Linked DNA regions of Zea mays: region 2 is linked to region 1. Evidence: chromatin contacts called from public Hi-C data. All regions are on one chromosome and are shown on one strand. The core of a region is the stretch at or near the end of the contact, and the rest is flanking DNA. Distances in the headings are between cores, read along the strand shown.

Region 1 (7,906 bases), core at 3,412-5,911:
ATGTTTTAAGCTACTTTAACTACCTTAAAATTCCTTATTTAATCTAAAAACCATGAAACTATTTTTATTAAATTCTATGGAAAATAAGAAGCCTAGGAAAATTAGTTTGACAATTTTATGAATTTTCTATAATTTTCTACATATTTCTAAAGTTCCACTAAAAAAGAAAATGGAAAACTCTAAACAGTATTGGGCTCAAACAGGCCTGCGTCGGCCCAGTTAGGGCAGAAGTGCGCCCATGCGCGCGTCCGCGCTGGCGATTTTGCAGAAGGATCCTCGGAGTTCTGGCTAATTGGAAACGGGTTTAGTTACTATTTATCTGTGTCACTTACAGTTTGCGCAAAAACCCTCCACGTTCTATTTCTTCGCAGGGGGAGGTCCCCGACGGTGGCGAACGCGGCCGAGCTCCGGTGAGCTCGTAGGCCGGCCGTTTGGGGCAAGTACTGGCATTCCCGAGCGGCGGACACCAAATCAGACCTACTCCGAGCATTTCCCCTAAGTTAATTGCATGGTTGGTGATCTACCAAGCTCTGTCCACGTGAACCGAGGGGGTGGCGGACAGATGAGTGCGTTCCCGGTGATCCCTGGCGGTCCAGTTCAATTAAAGGGGTCGAGGGGTTTGCGGGGGTACCTAAGGATGCTAGAACAAGCAGAAGAGGGACTGGAACTAACCTGAGTTGGGCTGGTCGCGGTTGAGCTGTTCTTCGCGGTGGCGGAGACCAGTTTGGGGGAAGTTTGAAATTCCAGAGCTCGGGTGAACGATTAAGGGTGGGAGCGGGTGCTAAGGCTTCACGATGACATAGCGCAGCTGCCCCGGCCATCAATTTATAGAGGGCATCGACGGTGGCGCTCAATTTGGTCGGGCAGAGCTGGCGGCCGGAAACTGGGAAGGATCATGGCGCAGTGAGTTCGTGTCCTCAGTCGTGGCGAGCTCACCGGCGACGATTTGACGGCTGTAAAGAGTCACAGCGACGCGACAGCGGTGTTCGGATACGTGGCACAAGGGCAAAAGGCGGCGGTTCACCGGTGAGCCTATCTGCTCCAGCCGCAAAGCAGGGGGAAATACGGCGGTGAGTCACCGGAGTTATCCCCAGGGCATGGCTTTTACCTGGCGGCCTTATCGGGTCATCGGCGACGCAAATCCCACGGCGGTGGCGCGAATCACGGCGAGGAGCGGTCGTCGGTGATGAAGCGGCTGCGCTGGCGGTCTGATCTGATTTAGGGTATTGTACCATCGTGAATGGGGTTCAGTCAGTCTGACAGACCGTTTTTGAGCTTGATTTCCTCCCAAATTCATATGGCAACATGATCAACACATTGTAGCAAAATTGTAGAGCAATAAACCACCTACAACATTGCTATATGGTGTTACCACAAAAAGGCAATGGATCATGCTTGAAATTGGGCTTGAAGTTGATGTCAGTCCACTGTGAGTCTGATTTTAGGCTTTAAGTAGTCTGACAGTCCAACTTTGGGCTTAATTATCTCTAGATTTTTCTCAACAACTGAGCTCACACTCCTAAGCAAAGTTGTTCTCCTATGATTGGTCTACAACTTTGATGTGGTGACATAGGATAAAGACCCTATACTTTGAAAGTTACAAAGCCCCAAAGTTGAGCCCACCAATCTGAAATTCAGACTTAGAGTGAAATCTCAATTGGGGTCCTTTTTGCAAATGAATCCAAAACTTAGGGTTTGGCTTGTAAATCTTCCCAAATGTGAACCATGTGACTTTATATGCTTAAACATAGTACTTTTGACACTTTAGTCCAAATGTGCATAATTTTTGCAGATAGGCCCCTAGGGTTTGGATTTAGGGTTTTCCAGGGTTCCAATTAGGGTTTTTGGTATCCCAGGGGTATAAATGTGATTCAAGTTTGTTCTTGGGAACATTTTATTACTATTCCCCTAAAGCTTTTAGGTTTTCTCAATTTGGGTTATGTTTTACCCCTTTAATCCCTATTTAGGGTTAAGTTCCCTATCCAGGGTTCTATTTGCAAAACACTAAAACAATACAACTTGATTGAAATTTTTACCTAGTGAATGCACTCTAGGTGTGTCAAACATATGCAATGCCAATGCTTATGATGTTATGCTCAAGTTTTAGTTACAGTAACACCAGGGGTGTTACATCGACGGTGCCCAAAAACTTGATATGGCCCCTGCCCTGTGCAGGGACAAGAGGGAACGTAAACTTCGGAGATTCTGCTCTGCTAACCCCGATGGCATGTCGGCGATGGGATGGGGAAGACGTGGGCAGCGCAGGAAATGGAATTGGGAGATGAAAAACTCTACGCTAGGGACGATGTCTCGTCCCCATTATATGCACGCGACACGGCTAAGGTAAGTAATTCGCCACGTGATCACAACACTGACATGATTGACCAGCAATCAATCAGATCAATCATAATTAATGCAAGAATAATTAATTAGCAGAATAGGCCAACACAATTTTTTCATGCATTGCAAAAATATAGAGCAGCAAAAGAAAGTTGCGCACCCGCAAGGGCGAAGGAAAGAAATCGCCGGACCATTCACGCGAATATACAATCAACCCTATATATGATCAATTTGCGTGACTTGCTACTATTTAAAACTTTTGATGGTGACAGCATTATCATCACCCATTTACCTTTTCTACTTTCTTTACTTTCATTGGTTAGATCATCTTCAACAGTTTGGTAAAGAATTTTGATTAATTATTTTGGCATGACAAAAAAAACTTCTCTCGGCAACCCATATAATCTATCTTGAAAAACATAGGCATCCAAGAGCAAAAATACACGGGCGGACACTCTACTCTTTATCATGGGGCACCGATTTCCCTTTTCTGCAACACTCTCTATCCCCTAGAGATTCAACGGAATTGAAAGTCTAACTACTATACTTTTAGATATGAGAATACTATGTAGAAAAGCAACAAACAGGTAAAAGAGATTTTGTTTTGTAGGTTACGTTCTTGCTATGAGTTAGGATGCTAAAGATGTTAGATTGATCTTATCTGGCTTAGTCAAAGGACTGCATGAACCTTTTAGGTGTGGCCCTCTTTCACACTACATATATAAATAAATAATAGGACCGACACATAAATTAACATATGAAAAACCTTTAAAACATTTGAATCGATGTTCAAACATGTTTTGAATCCTTTTTGTGATAAAAGTATGAGATGGAACCAACATTGATGCAACATACACACCGTAAATGTTGAATGTATTTTTTGCACAGTGATCTTACAGAAAATGTTGAATGCAACATACACACACGCATGAATCCCCCCCCCCCCCCAAAAAAAATATATCTTGCTTCCTGTAATGGTTATTTTTTATTTGATCTAACCTATGAGGTCTGGAACTAAATTCAGTTATTTATGGCCTTTATGTTAGTTTAGACACTTAATGGTTTTAAGTGAGGGGTAAAATGAACATTGTACTCCTAGTGAAAAATAAAAAAGTGCATATATCAGATTGTCTGGTCTAAATTTCGAGCAATGTTGCACAGACCTTACCTTTTAATTACCTACAAAATATATATTCTTTTTGAACATTCGATAATATATTTTTTGCACAGCATTATTTTACAATTAAAATGTAGATATATTTGCATTAGTACTCTTTAATTAAAAAATATTTAATATATTTTTACTTTACACAATTCTAAAAATATTAAACAATGCGTAATATTGCTCAAACCTAAAAAATAGATTGAACCCTGCGTCTCAATCAATTTTGTTTTGAGGACGTATCTGGTGCACCTAGAAGACTGGTGCACATGGTGCACATATTAAATCATTAACACTCATTTTAGATCTAACGTCTCTAGTTGATTATTCAATTTACAAATAACACCTTCCACCACTATACAACACCACGTTGGAGGGTGTCCTTAATAAAATGTACCAAACAACTAGAGACATTAGATTTAAAATGAGTGGTGATGATTTAATATGTGCACCATGTGCACCAATGTTCTATGTGCACCAGATATGTTGTCTTTTGTTTTTGCCAGTCATGTGACCCTTCACACAGGTAAGTGCTTAAACTAACAGGAAAATCAAATCGTATAGCTACCTGGATTTAATATTTGGGACTCAGGAGAAAAGGGGCCCTAACATAACTGGGCCGTTCAGCAGCAGATAGATGTCGCCGTAAATTCGGCCTATGAAACTCGTCCATGCGGCCGTATAAAGACGACTTGTCGTTGGGCCCGAGTTAACTAGTTATAGGCCCACACGCGTTGCACGCGACTGGCGAGAGAGAAGAAGACTGGCTAGCTGTCAGTATGGGGTAACAAGCACAGCAGCAGCAGCAGGCGGCCGCACCGCACGCGGTCTGGCCGCCGTCCGCGCAGCGTGAAAGAAAGAATTGGATGCTGCTGCTTAGCAGCGAAGGAAGCGGGCAGGAAGGCCGTGTGGGGTCCACACCTCCCCGGACACCCGCGCAGCCGCCGCCCACGCTTGGTCCGTCGACCGCCGGCCGATCGATTGATGGATGCATGCATCCACCGTCCACGTACGCGGCGACGAGACGTGTTGCGTTTGCGTGCCACCGGACTAGCTAGTAGATCGCTCGACTGGTATGTAGCTGTCGCCATCCCATCGCCCTCCCTCTCGTCCAAGGTCTGCCTGCCTATAAAGTGAAAGTGAAGCCAGGGAAGAGGCAAAGCGAAAGGAGAGAAGGAATCCGATCCATCCAAGCCAAGCCAAGGCAGAGAAGAAGAAGAGGAGGAAGAAGAAGCATCGGCAGCATGTCGGAGGGGACTGCCAACTGCGTGGACATCCTGATCGCCATCATCCTGCCTCCGCTGGGGGTGTTCCTCAAGTACGGGTGCGGCCACGAGTTCTGGATCTGCCTCCTCCTCACCTTCCTCGGCTACATCCCCGGCATCATCTACGCCATCTACGCCATCACCAAGAACACCTAGCTAGTCATCCTTGCCGACGACGATCCATGTCTCTGTATCTGTGTCTGTTCATATGCCTGATGCCGACTTGTGCTGTATGTAGTTGCTTGAATTCAGTCGTGTTCCTGTTTTGCTACCGTACCCACCCCATGCATCATCTGTCACCGCGACGCAATAATCATAGTAATAACAAGTTCAGATAATCGAATTCATTCGCTGCTGTACTCCTCCTCATCTCTTCAGTATGCAGTACTTTATTACTTTCCCGTCCGGCCGTCCCAAGTCCCAACCAACCAAATTATATGACATTAATAATATATAGCGCATAATAAATAAACCTAGAGAAAAAAACACTAAAACGTCTTACGATTTTAAAACAGTTTTGTTGTAATAATAATTTGTATAAATTTCAGTTTCGTCTTTCAGCCGTCCTCTTCTTCTCCAGCTGATCTGGCACTGGCAGGGCAGCTGCAGCCCCACCTGTCCTCTTTATTACACAGCCTCACGTGGTACTTTACTGTACACGGAACGGCAACGGCTCGCCCATCTAGAGATGGCCAAATGGGCCTGCTGACGGCCAGGATGGTCCCGTTTAGGTTCGACCCGCTAGCCACGGTTAAAAAACTGGATCAAGATTCTCAAGTCCACGGTTTTATTTTCTTGTGTGAACCTTGCTTGTTGTGGGTCTAAAAAGATTGAGTCGGTCCAGTAAACACAGAAAAAATCTGACACCATAAATTTTATCATATATCCATATTATTAATTTAATATTTCTATATCAATGATCCATGAAACATGCATGTCCATAAATCAATATATGTTCTAATCTATAAAATTATTATTGTCTCGTATAATGACATAAGACACACATATTTTGAATAAAATTATAAACATTATAAACCATACATTTAACGAACAAGTCATGCAATCGAGAGCCGACGTAATAATAATAATTTGAGGGATTGAGTAACACTTCATTCAACACTTATAAATATAAGCCATTTATACAATTAACTTCCACTTACACTAAAATGAATCATGCAGGTATCTGATATCGATTGCGCTCACGTGTGCCTTATGTTTTGGTTGTAGAAGAGACTTCGACAACGGATCAGCAACATTCAAATTTGTGTACAGTTTACAAATATTCACACAACCTCTATTAATGATCTCATGAATATGGTATGTATTTGGATTTTGGTGCGATCTAGGTTTCTCAGTCTGTGTAGTGGCGCCATTATTATCACAACAAAGATATAAAGGATTTGGCACACTTGGAACCACATACAACTCAGAAACAAACTTTCTAATCCAAATAGTCTCCTTAGTAGCATCTGACGATGTAATATACATGACCTCTATCGTAGAACGAGCCAATATCTCTTGTCTAGAACTTTTCCAACTTATTGCTCCTCCATTTAGGCAGAACATGAATCTAGATTCAGATTGACTATCATCTCTATCGGTTTGTAAGCTAGCATCATATAACCATTTATAATGAACTCTTCCTCACCTCCATAAACCACAAACATATCCTTAGTTCTTTACAAGTACTTTAAGATATTCTCCATAGCCACCCGATGAGCCTCACCTAGGTTAAATTGGTACCTATTTGTAATGCTTGGAGCATAAGAAATGCCTAGACTTGTACGTAGCATGGCATACATGATGGATATGATTACAAGGACATACGAAATTGCACTCATCCTTTTTCGCTCACTAGGTGTTGAATGACACTAAGTATCATTTAGGGTAGGGGTGCAAACGGATCGGATCGTATATCGCCTTTTCCATATCCTAATCCTATTTTTATCGTTGGATTCAGATCAGAGCGGATATTATGCGGATGCGTATATGGATATTTTAGGATATTGAAAATGGTGCGGAGTCGGAGTGGAAGGGTGGCGGAAGCGGATTTCAAAGGTTGGATAATACATGTATACATCTATTTTTATAGCGATCAATAATTCATAAATTAAAGTTTAACAATTGACAGCATAACTTGAATATAGCTAGTATAAATAACTAATAAGTAGGTAAATAAAAATAGCATTACCTCACATACTATACGGTGTGTGATCGGTTGATCGCTGATTGATTTATGTCGGCTTGTTGCCTCTTGGGTTGGGGGTGGTGATTGATTTCTATCGTGTATAGCGTTTCATTTCCTGTTCAACTATATAGAAATTTTAGTTTTATTTGGCAGTAATCAATCATTGTTGACTGACTCTCTGTGTCTTTTGTAGTTGCCACACTAATCGGATATTATCCTATTTTAAGCATCGAATAATCCGAGTTCAAATATCGAATACTCCATATCCCTCGTATTGGTGATACCATATCCTACTCCGCATCCACATGTAGATCGGATTCAGATTATCCATATCCACATGGATATAATAACTCCTGCACCATATCCGTATAATTAGGATTCAGATTGGAACGGATCTGATAATTATCCACACCACTTGCACCCCTAATTTAGGGTAACTCCATGTTACATTGGCAGGAAACCTTTCTTCGAATCTTGCATATTGAACTATTTCAATACCTTGTCAATGTATGTACTTGTCTTAATCCAATTAGCCTTTTTGGCCAATCTCTATAAATATCAATGTCTAAAATATAAGCTACCTCTATGTGATCTTTCATAGTGAAACTATTTATTAATGAAAACTTGGCAGCTTGTAACATATGAATACCATTTCCGTTCAATTATATATCATCTATATACAGGACCAAAAATACATGTGTGGTCCCACTAGCCTTCTAGTAAACACAAGGCTATATTTTATTATTGATGAAGCCAAACCCTTTCCCACACTTATAGGATCAACAAAACCTTTAGGTTATATAATGTACACGTCCTCACTCAGATTTACATTTTGGAAAACTGTTTTGACATCCATTTGTTGAATCCCATAATCAAAATGGGCAACAATTGCTAAAATGATCCTAATAGACTTTAGCATAATAACGGGCGAAAATGTTTCATCATAATCGA
Region 2 (7,906 bases), core at 1,446-3,945, 270 kb before region 1:
CACTTCGAGTTGTTAGACTCTAATGAAGTACCGGCCTTTGATACCAATTGAAAGTCACCTTGAGGGGGGTGAATAGGTGAAACCTAAAAATTATAAACTTTGAACACGCACTTCACCTGGGGTTACGGTTAGAAATAAATAATAATGAATTCGAAATGTGAAAGATAGTTCCTCTTGCTATGAGTTGCTCAATCAATGCGGAACTTTGGGAGCAAACTCAAAACAATGTTATGAGCAAGAGAACTTTAGAGAGAGAGGAGAGGGAAGAAACAAATCAAATGGTGAAGATCAACACGAGTGGACACGACAATTTGTTTCCCAAGGTTCGGTTCGAAAGAACTTACTCCCCGTTGAGGAGGCCACAAAGGCTGGGTCTATTTCAACCCTTTTCCTCTCTCAATCGGTCACCTAGACCGGTCGAGTGCTTCTTCTCAATCTTACGGGTCACTAAGACCCCATAAGGATCACCACAAAATTAGGTGTCTCTTGCTTGCTTTACAAATCACTTAGGCCTTGTTCGTTTGTGCCGAATTGCAACCAGAATTGTTCCATCTAATCAAAGTTTATATAAATTAGAGAAGGAATCCTGTTAGGAATCGTTCCAACCCACCAATCTGTAACAATTGAACGACACCTTAGAAAGTTTTAGAGAGAGATGAAGAAAGCATGATTAAAAGCCAAGCAACAAGAGCAATAAGAAAAGACACAAAACCACACTCTCTCAAGTCACTAATCACTAATGATCACTAGTCACAATTATGGAACTTGGAGAGATTTGGAAGCTTGAATGTGTCTTTGGTTGAAATGAATGCTCTTGTATTGAATGAGAGTGAATGAGAGGCTTGGATGATTTGAATGGAGGTGGTTGGGGTTGTATTTATAGCTAGTAACCACTTCCTAGTCGTTGCTCCTTTTCTGCTGAACGCGGACGGCTGAAATCGCAACGGTCAGCAGTAACGACTATATCAATGGCTATAAGTGCATTAAATGCGTCGTTAGATTGTCAGACAAAGTAGTCACGGACGGTCCGCGAGGACGCTAAAAATGAATTTTACCGAACCCGTCACCTTCGGGTTTTTCTGGTTTTACAACGTCCGGACGATCCGCGCCTGGTCCCGGACGGTGCTCGCTTCTCCTTCGGACGGTCCATAGTGTTAATGTATGTTTTTGCAGAGTTCATATCCGAGGCTCACCCTAGTGTCGCGGACGGTTCGCCGCAAGGGGCCGGACCCGTCCGCGCATAGGTGTTTTTTCCAAAAAAACTTCTCCTGTCCGGAATAATATATGGTATTCCGAACAGTCGACTTAGAATAGTTGTAGATGAACTTATGCACCTGAAAAATGATCAACTAGAAAAACTAGTTAGTCCATAAGGTTTGTGATGGTGGTCAAATACCAAAATCGATTATAGGAAATGTTTGAGGCCATTTCCCTTTTAGTAAGTCCGTACGAAATGACCTTGGTCATTTCTTGAAGGGCTTGAAACTAGGCTTAATACGTAACCGATGCTCCACTAGCTCTTGGCTTAATCCTAACATCTCAATGTGGCTCCAAGCAAAGCAATCAGAATATTCTTTTAATAAGCCGATCATTTCATTCCTAGGATCGGCTTCCAAGATCTTGTTCACAAAAGTCGGCCTTAGAGTTTTACCATTTCCTATGTCAATCTCCTCCAAAGGAGATCGATGTAAACCCCTATCCTAATTTGTCGAGATCTCTAAACTCCTCTATTGTGCTTACTTCAAAAGAGTTTGAGGTTGTCTGTGCATTTTCGGACTGTCCGATCGGACCGTTCATAATAGTGGACCCACTCTGTTGCCCTCTCTGGTAGCTGTCGGACTGTCTGGCCTTAGGAGTCGGACTGACTGTGGGAATGTCAGACCGTCCATCCTTAGGGGCCGGACCGTCCTTGGCAGGGCCTTCATTTTTAGGTGTCCTCCAACAACTCCCACGAGTTTAGAGGGATAATCATATGTGGAGGTAGGAGTTAATCCGCCTGATATGAATATATGATCTAATCATGGACTGTCCGCGCTTAAGGGTGGACCGTCCGCAGGGCAGACTGTCCGCGCCTAAGGGTGGAACGTCCGACCGTGCCTAGTGCCACAAATGGTGCTCACCAATCCCCTATCTTATTCCTTATTTTAAACTATAGTGTAAATCTTTTATTTTACACTATCAGTTGACAGCCTTAGTGCATGTACAACCCCATTAATTGAGGGGTATTTTGAGGAGTCTCTATTGAGTTAAGTGTAAAAAATTCAAGAGAGCCTGTCTCTTCACGACTTTTTATACATATTGTCTTTTAACTGTATTAATGTTCTACAAGCTTAGGGTGGGTTGTATGGTGCAGTGTCTTAACCGTCTTTTCTACTTGAAAAATCGAGGAAGGAGCTTTAGTTTGTACGTGTCCTCAGTAGTCGTTACGTTAAAAAAGAATCTCCAAACAATACGGGGCGACTATGTGCCACTGCCAATGTGGTGCCACGCACGAAGAGCCTCAAGATTCTCGGCTCTTCCTGCTGATTCCTGCGATCCGCGTGGGCAGGTGGCCCTCATTTATGCAGCTTTTGATCCGCAGGCGTCATGGTGCGACGCCGGCCGCAGGTTCGGCGAGTGTTCACGTGCGGCACCAGGACAACTACCTATACCCCGCGACCGCAGTAGCTAGTGCTTGTTTACTTTACTGGTCGTCTTGTTCCATCAGGGCATGGTCCACGTGCGCGACGACCTTATCCTGGCAGGTCTGTCGCCTTTGGCCTAACGTCCGCATCTTGTTTCGAACACGACGACTAATCTTGTCGCGTTTTAGTTTGGGCTATGAATGGTGATGGGCTCGTGAGATGTTCATATCGGAGAAATGGGCTCACAGTCAGGGTGACATGGTGTTTTGGTCCATCGACTTTTGATCCCAATTGAGCCGACATGGGTGTTTTGGCCCCAAATCTAAATTCTAAAATGCAAAATCAATCCAAACAAACTTGGATTAAGCTGAAATTTTCCACACACCTTAACAAGCTAGTTTCGAAGGCATCCACAAAGTTTAAGCTCAAAAAAGATTTGAACTTCAAAGTTAGATCGAAAAATATGAATTCGAACGAGAGTTTTCTCAAAATGACACAAGAGATTGGAAAATCGTGCTCTAGGTGGTCCAGTGCATACCATTTGGTGACAGTAATCCTATGAGGTCATAGCATATTTCCATCCCTTCCAAATGACCCCAAGAACTCATATTTATTGAATCCCACAAAAAATCGAAACGAAGAGCTCAGGAAGAAAACTTAAAGGAAGAACTTCAAGCAAACCATTTTGTGTAGGGATTTACCATAGAAGTCACGACCCACACTTCTTGATTCATAAAATCATAGATGCAATAAGTCCAAAAGCAAATAAGGATCGCCTAACAAGATAAATTACAGAGCGAAACCATATGTAGAAGACTATAGATATAGTCCGAGAGATAGCTGGTTGTGCAACCCCCCTATTTATAAAGAATTTTGTCTTCTCTAAACTATACATAGATACATAGAGTTTATCCACTCAGTCGGGGACAAAATGAACCAACTCTTAAGATATTGAGCTGACATCCATACTCTCTTCTTGAAGTTACTCTGCCTTGACATATTCTCCGTGATGATATCATGTGCCGTCTTTGGTTCTCTCCAGAACGTGCTGTCAAGTTTTCAGGCCCAAACTCGGTGTCAAGCGTGCGAAACTTTTGCTGGATAGTTAAGGCTCAACCACCAAACCTCCATAGACAGCGTACTTCATAGGCATCTCCCGCATCTTGAGCACGTGTCTCGTCGATCTTCAATCGTGTCGGCAACACGATCCGTTCCGCCATGTTTTTGCGCTTGTTAGTGTTCCAGGTGTCAGCCACCACGACTAGTCATCTAGCTTTTCGAATCCTTCAGTCAAGGCTCAGCGCTTCCTTCAACGCTTTTTGGTCTATTAGCACGAACATGTATGATCTTCACCTTCACTATCACTCACCGCCTCGGGACTCCACATCTACACACCACGAGTCAAGACACTTGTTATACGTACACTCACACCTCGGTTAGTCCATACATCTCAACCTAAAATGATGCTCTTGTTGGTAATCACTCGTCACAAATCCAAACTATAAGGATACGGTTGGTGCCGATGTGGTCACCAAACACTATAATGAACTGTCTGACAGTACTTGATACCTTTATATGATGTAGGGTCGAATAAAGTTGAAGATCTTTAGAGCACTGGGTCACCTCTATGATGACCACCACCTATTTGGGACCAAACAACAACGAACCCTAGAATCTTCTCGTGATGAGCAATATCCTAGGTTCCGCTCTGCGAGGTGAACAGTGGCGGCGGTCCGCGTCGGATCGCCTGGCGGTGCTCACTACAACAACGCAGACTAAAACGGTGCTCTTGTTGATAATCACTCATCATAAATCCGAACTATAAAGATACATATCTTCGCAAATATATCACGACCTTGACCGTGGCAGCCACGTCTCAACTCGCGCTAACAGTTTTCAACGTGTCATGGAAAGGGATTTTGTTCAAGAGTAGTAGTTCATCGGCGCATTGCTGACAGGTGTAAAGGAGTAGGAAAAAATGATCATTTCGATGTCAAGATAGAATCATCATAAATTACACGCAATGTCAAGTAACTATACTGCAACAGTGACATGCCGGAAATATTGACTGCTGCGCTCTCCTGGTGATTTTGCACATTGTTAAAAAGGAATATCAGTCTCTAGCAAAATATGAGACCAAGCACATTGATGATGGTAGATCTAGAGACATGGAGTTAATAAAATAAAGGTCCACGTCTAGGCTTCTCCATGAAATAGAAGATGACAATGTAGACAACAACATGAGCGGACTAGCTCCAACAAGGAGCTCTAAAGGGTCCTGTACCCTAAATTTAGAGGATGAGGACGTCCTCTACTCTCTCCAGCAACGTTCTCTAAACGGTCTTCTAAATTTAGAGAACGCTGTTGGATCCTCTATATGTAGAGTTTCTCTAAACGGTTCTCTATCTATTTGAATACTTTAAACAACCGGTTTAATAAAACTAAAATATATACAATATATTTGAGAGTATGACAAATACGTATGTACAAAAATTAAAAAATTAAAAATGTCTTTAATATATGTATTTACATATAAAGGACGTGATTTAGAGGACATTGTTGGAGAGAAAGTAGATATAGGAGATGAAATCTTTTAAAGAAGACTGTAAAGGCCGGATATAGAGGATGTATATAGAGGACGTTGCTGGAGACAGTCTTAGACCCACCAGTGGATTATTTGTGAAATGTTTTCAAAGTATCGGGCATTGACGAGTAAAATCTCTACTACTTATTAAGGCGGTAAGGGGTAGGCTGCCATTCCCATTCCCCTCTTCCCGCACTATCTTTCTCTACCAGTATTCTGTCATTCCCATTACCTCCTCCCCACATTGTCTTTCTCATTCCCCCTCCCCGCAAATCTCATTCCTATTTCCACGTGCATCCCAAGTCTAGCTAAAATTAAATTAAAAAACATAAATAAAGGTCCACGTCTAGGCTTCTCCATGAAATAGAAGATGACAATGTAGACAACAACATGAGCTTAGACCCACCAGTGGATTATTTGTGAAATGTCTTCAAAGTATCGGGCATTGACGAGTAAAATCTCTACTGCTTATTAAGGCGGTAAGGGGTAGGCTGTCATTCTCATTCCCCTCTCCCGCACTGTCTTTCTCTGCCAGTATTCTGTCATTCCCATTACTTCCTCCCCACACTGTCTTTCTCATTCCCCCCTCCCCGCAAATCCCATTCCCACGTGCGTCTCACGCCTAGCTAAAATTAAATTAAAAAAACATAAATGTGGTCCTAATGGGATTCAAACCTGCAACCTCTCAAGCAAATGTGCTTGTAGCTACCACTACACCACATGCAATGTGTGTTTATGTCAATATTTGTTACAGTAAAAATATCTACTACATCTCTCCCAAAGCCCACCTGCTACCTTTGCATAGATAATTATCAACGAGATTCCTGAATTATATTTTTGGATGGAGGGAGTAGTAATTAAAGAAGAGCCTTGCATGCAATTTCTTTTGTTTGAATAATGTTTTCAACTTAATTTTTTTTATATGTGTGACATTTATTCTCCGTAATATTTTTTCCATATCTAACTTGTGAGTTATTTTCATAAACCAACGCCAAAGATGAATCCATGTTTCTTACTTGTAAACCCCGAACAAACACCACTGGCAGGAGGCGCTCGCGTTGGCGTCGCTCATCGACGACGAGAAGAAGCTTGGCGACTGCCAGTTCGACCTCTGGAAGCAGTACTACGTGGCCACATGCGTCGCTGTGTTCGGCAAGCTCCAGCGCAGCCACCGCTTGGACGCGGTCCAGAGCGGCTGCACCGCGCTGTCCATCTTCAAATAGGGGGACCTCATGGTCGTCGCCAACGCCTGCGACTATCGGGTTGTTATGGGCACCGCATCCGACAACGGCGCCGTCACACCGTCTAGCTCATCATCCACCTGAAGCTCAACCTCCCACGTAAGTCACTACTGATCGGCCCTGAATTCTTGTGCGCTGGGACGACGGCCGTTGCTGAAGTTGTGTGAGTGTCCTCCAACAAGATTTATGTAGAGGAGTAACACATCCGGTGGTGCAACGGCTAGGTGTATTACCTCGCTGATGAGCCTGGGGTGCACTTCGTTTGGCAGCCCAGCCAAGAGTCATCGGTACTCGCCATGTCGTGCGCGTTTGACGACTACTATATCAAGGACTATGGCGTCATCTTGGCACCAGAGGTTACGCAGAGGAGGACCGACAGTAATGATTACTCGCCATCGTCGGGGTAGATTTTGTGCCGGCCTTCCTTTAATTCTCTTCGCAAACACATACACTTGCTTTTTTGTTTAAGCAAGCGTGTATGGTGGTGCGTACCTAATGACTGACAATGTACGAGGGAACTTCTATCGGCAGGTGTGACACGTGCTCTTCAATGATGAGACCATGCAAATCGTGGTATATATCAAAGTCTGCATGATACTGATGGTTGTAATGTTTATGTATGGCTAGGATTACAAATAGATTATGAAATATTTTTTTATAATAATATAAGACACATTTTGTATATAAGTTATTATGTTATTATATGTTCCCGTTGCAACGCACGGGTACTCACCTAGTATATATATAGGGCTAGTTTGAAAATCTCATTTTATAAGAGATTTCTATTTTTCCTTGGAAAAATAGGAACGTGAGAAAATGGAGTTTCCAAATTAACTAGCTCGTACTGTTAAAAATAGACGTGGGAGAATTCATATTATCATTGGGCATGCAATACATTTTGATTTGCTTCACCACAAACAAGTGGAAATTTAAAAATAAATACCTACGAACGCATACACTTGCAGTAATCAAAAGTTGGTTTTATACATGTATATACGATCGCGGGCGGAGATCGACCAAGAGCTGTCTAGCTAATAATTAAGAAATGTCACCCGTTTCGATCACGAACGCCCACCAAACAATGATATTCGTCGATACAGCACATACATATACAGCAGAATAATCATAATGGGTCATAGAGCCTCCAGGGTTGCTGAACGAAGATCTTCGTGTTCACTACTTGTCTGTTGTCAGGGTTAACCTAATTTCTCAATCCAAACACCATCGCTTTCTGATTCAACTTTTTTTTTCTCTGCGAAGGGAAAAAATGGCTTGTAGTACGTCCTCAAATTAATTACATATAAAATTACCTGAAATTTTAAAAATATTATATCCAAGTGCTTCCAGTGTAGCCAATGCTCTAGATGAGCAGAGTTTTTTTTTGAAATAAATTACTTTAGGGTTTTACGTACCCTACTGTTGGGGGCCTTCGTCCTCCGAAGGTCCTCAAAAACATG

Evidence for each region. A called contact is a pair of places that touch in the nucleus more often than the background predicts.
Region 2: a contact with region 1 is called in a Hi-C map of leaf, with 6 times the contacts expected there. The contact joins the enhancer-like site here to the promoter of LOC100135422 in region 1. A contact is called at or near these places in 3 of 25 Hi-C or Micro-C datasets (bundle sheath, leaf and tassel).

What each region holds. Positions count from the first base shown.
Region 1 is chr10:89,062,392-89,070,297 of Zm-B73-REFERENCE-NAM-5.0, reverse strand. LOC100135422 reads left to right here and starts at 4,661. Exons shown (of 1, transcript NM_001114162.2): 1 at 4,661-5,103. The coding sequence starts at 4,747. The coding sequence ends at 4,923.
Region 2 is chr10:89,328,705-89,336,610 of Zm-B73-REFERENCE-NAM-5.0, reverse strand. No RefSeq gene overlaps it. Among protein-coding and RNA genes, the nearest start is that of LOC103641360, 120 kb to the right of the region's middle. Within about 2 kb of position 2,695, at least 17 of the 20 cell types and tissues checked have an H3K27ac peak or open chromatin away from gene starts, as enhancers often do. A contact at or near this core is called in bundle sheath, leaf and tassel, where this site is marked.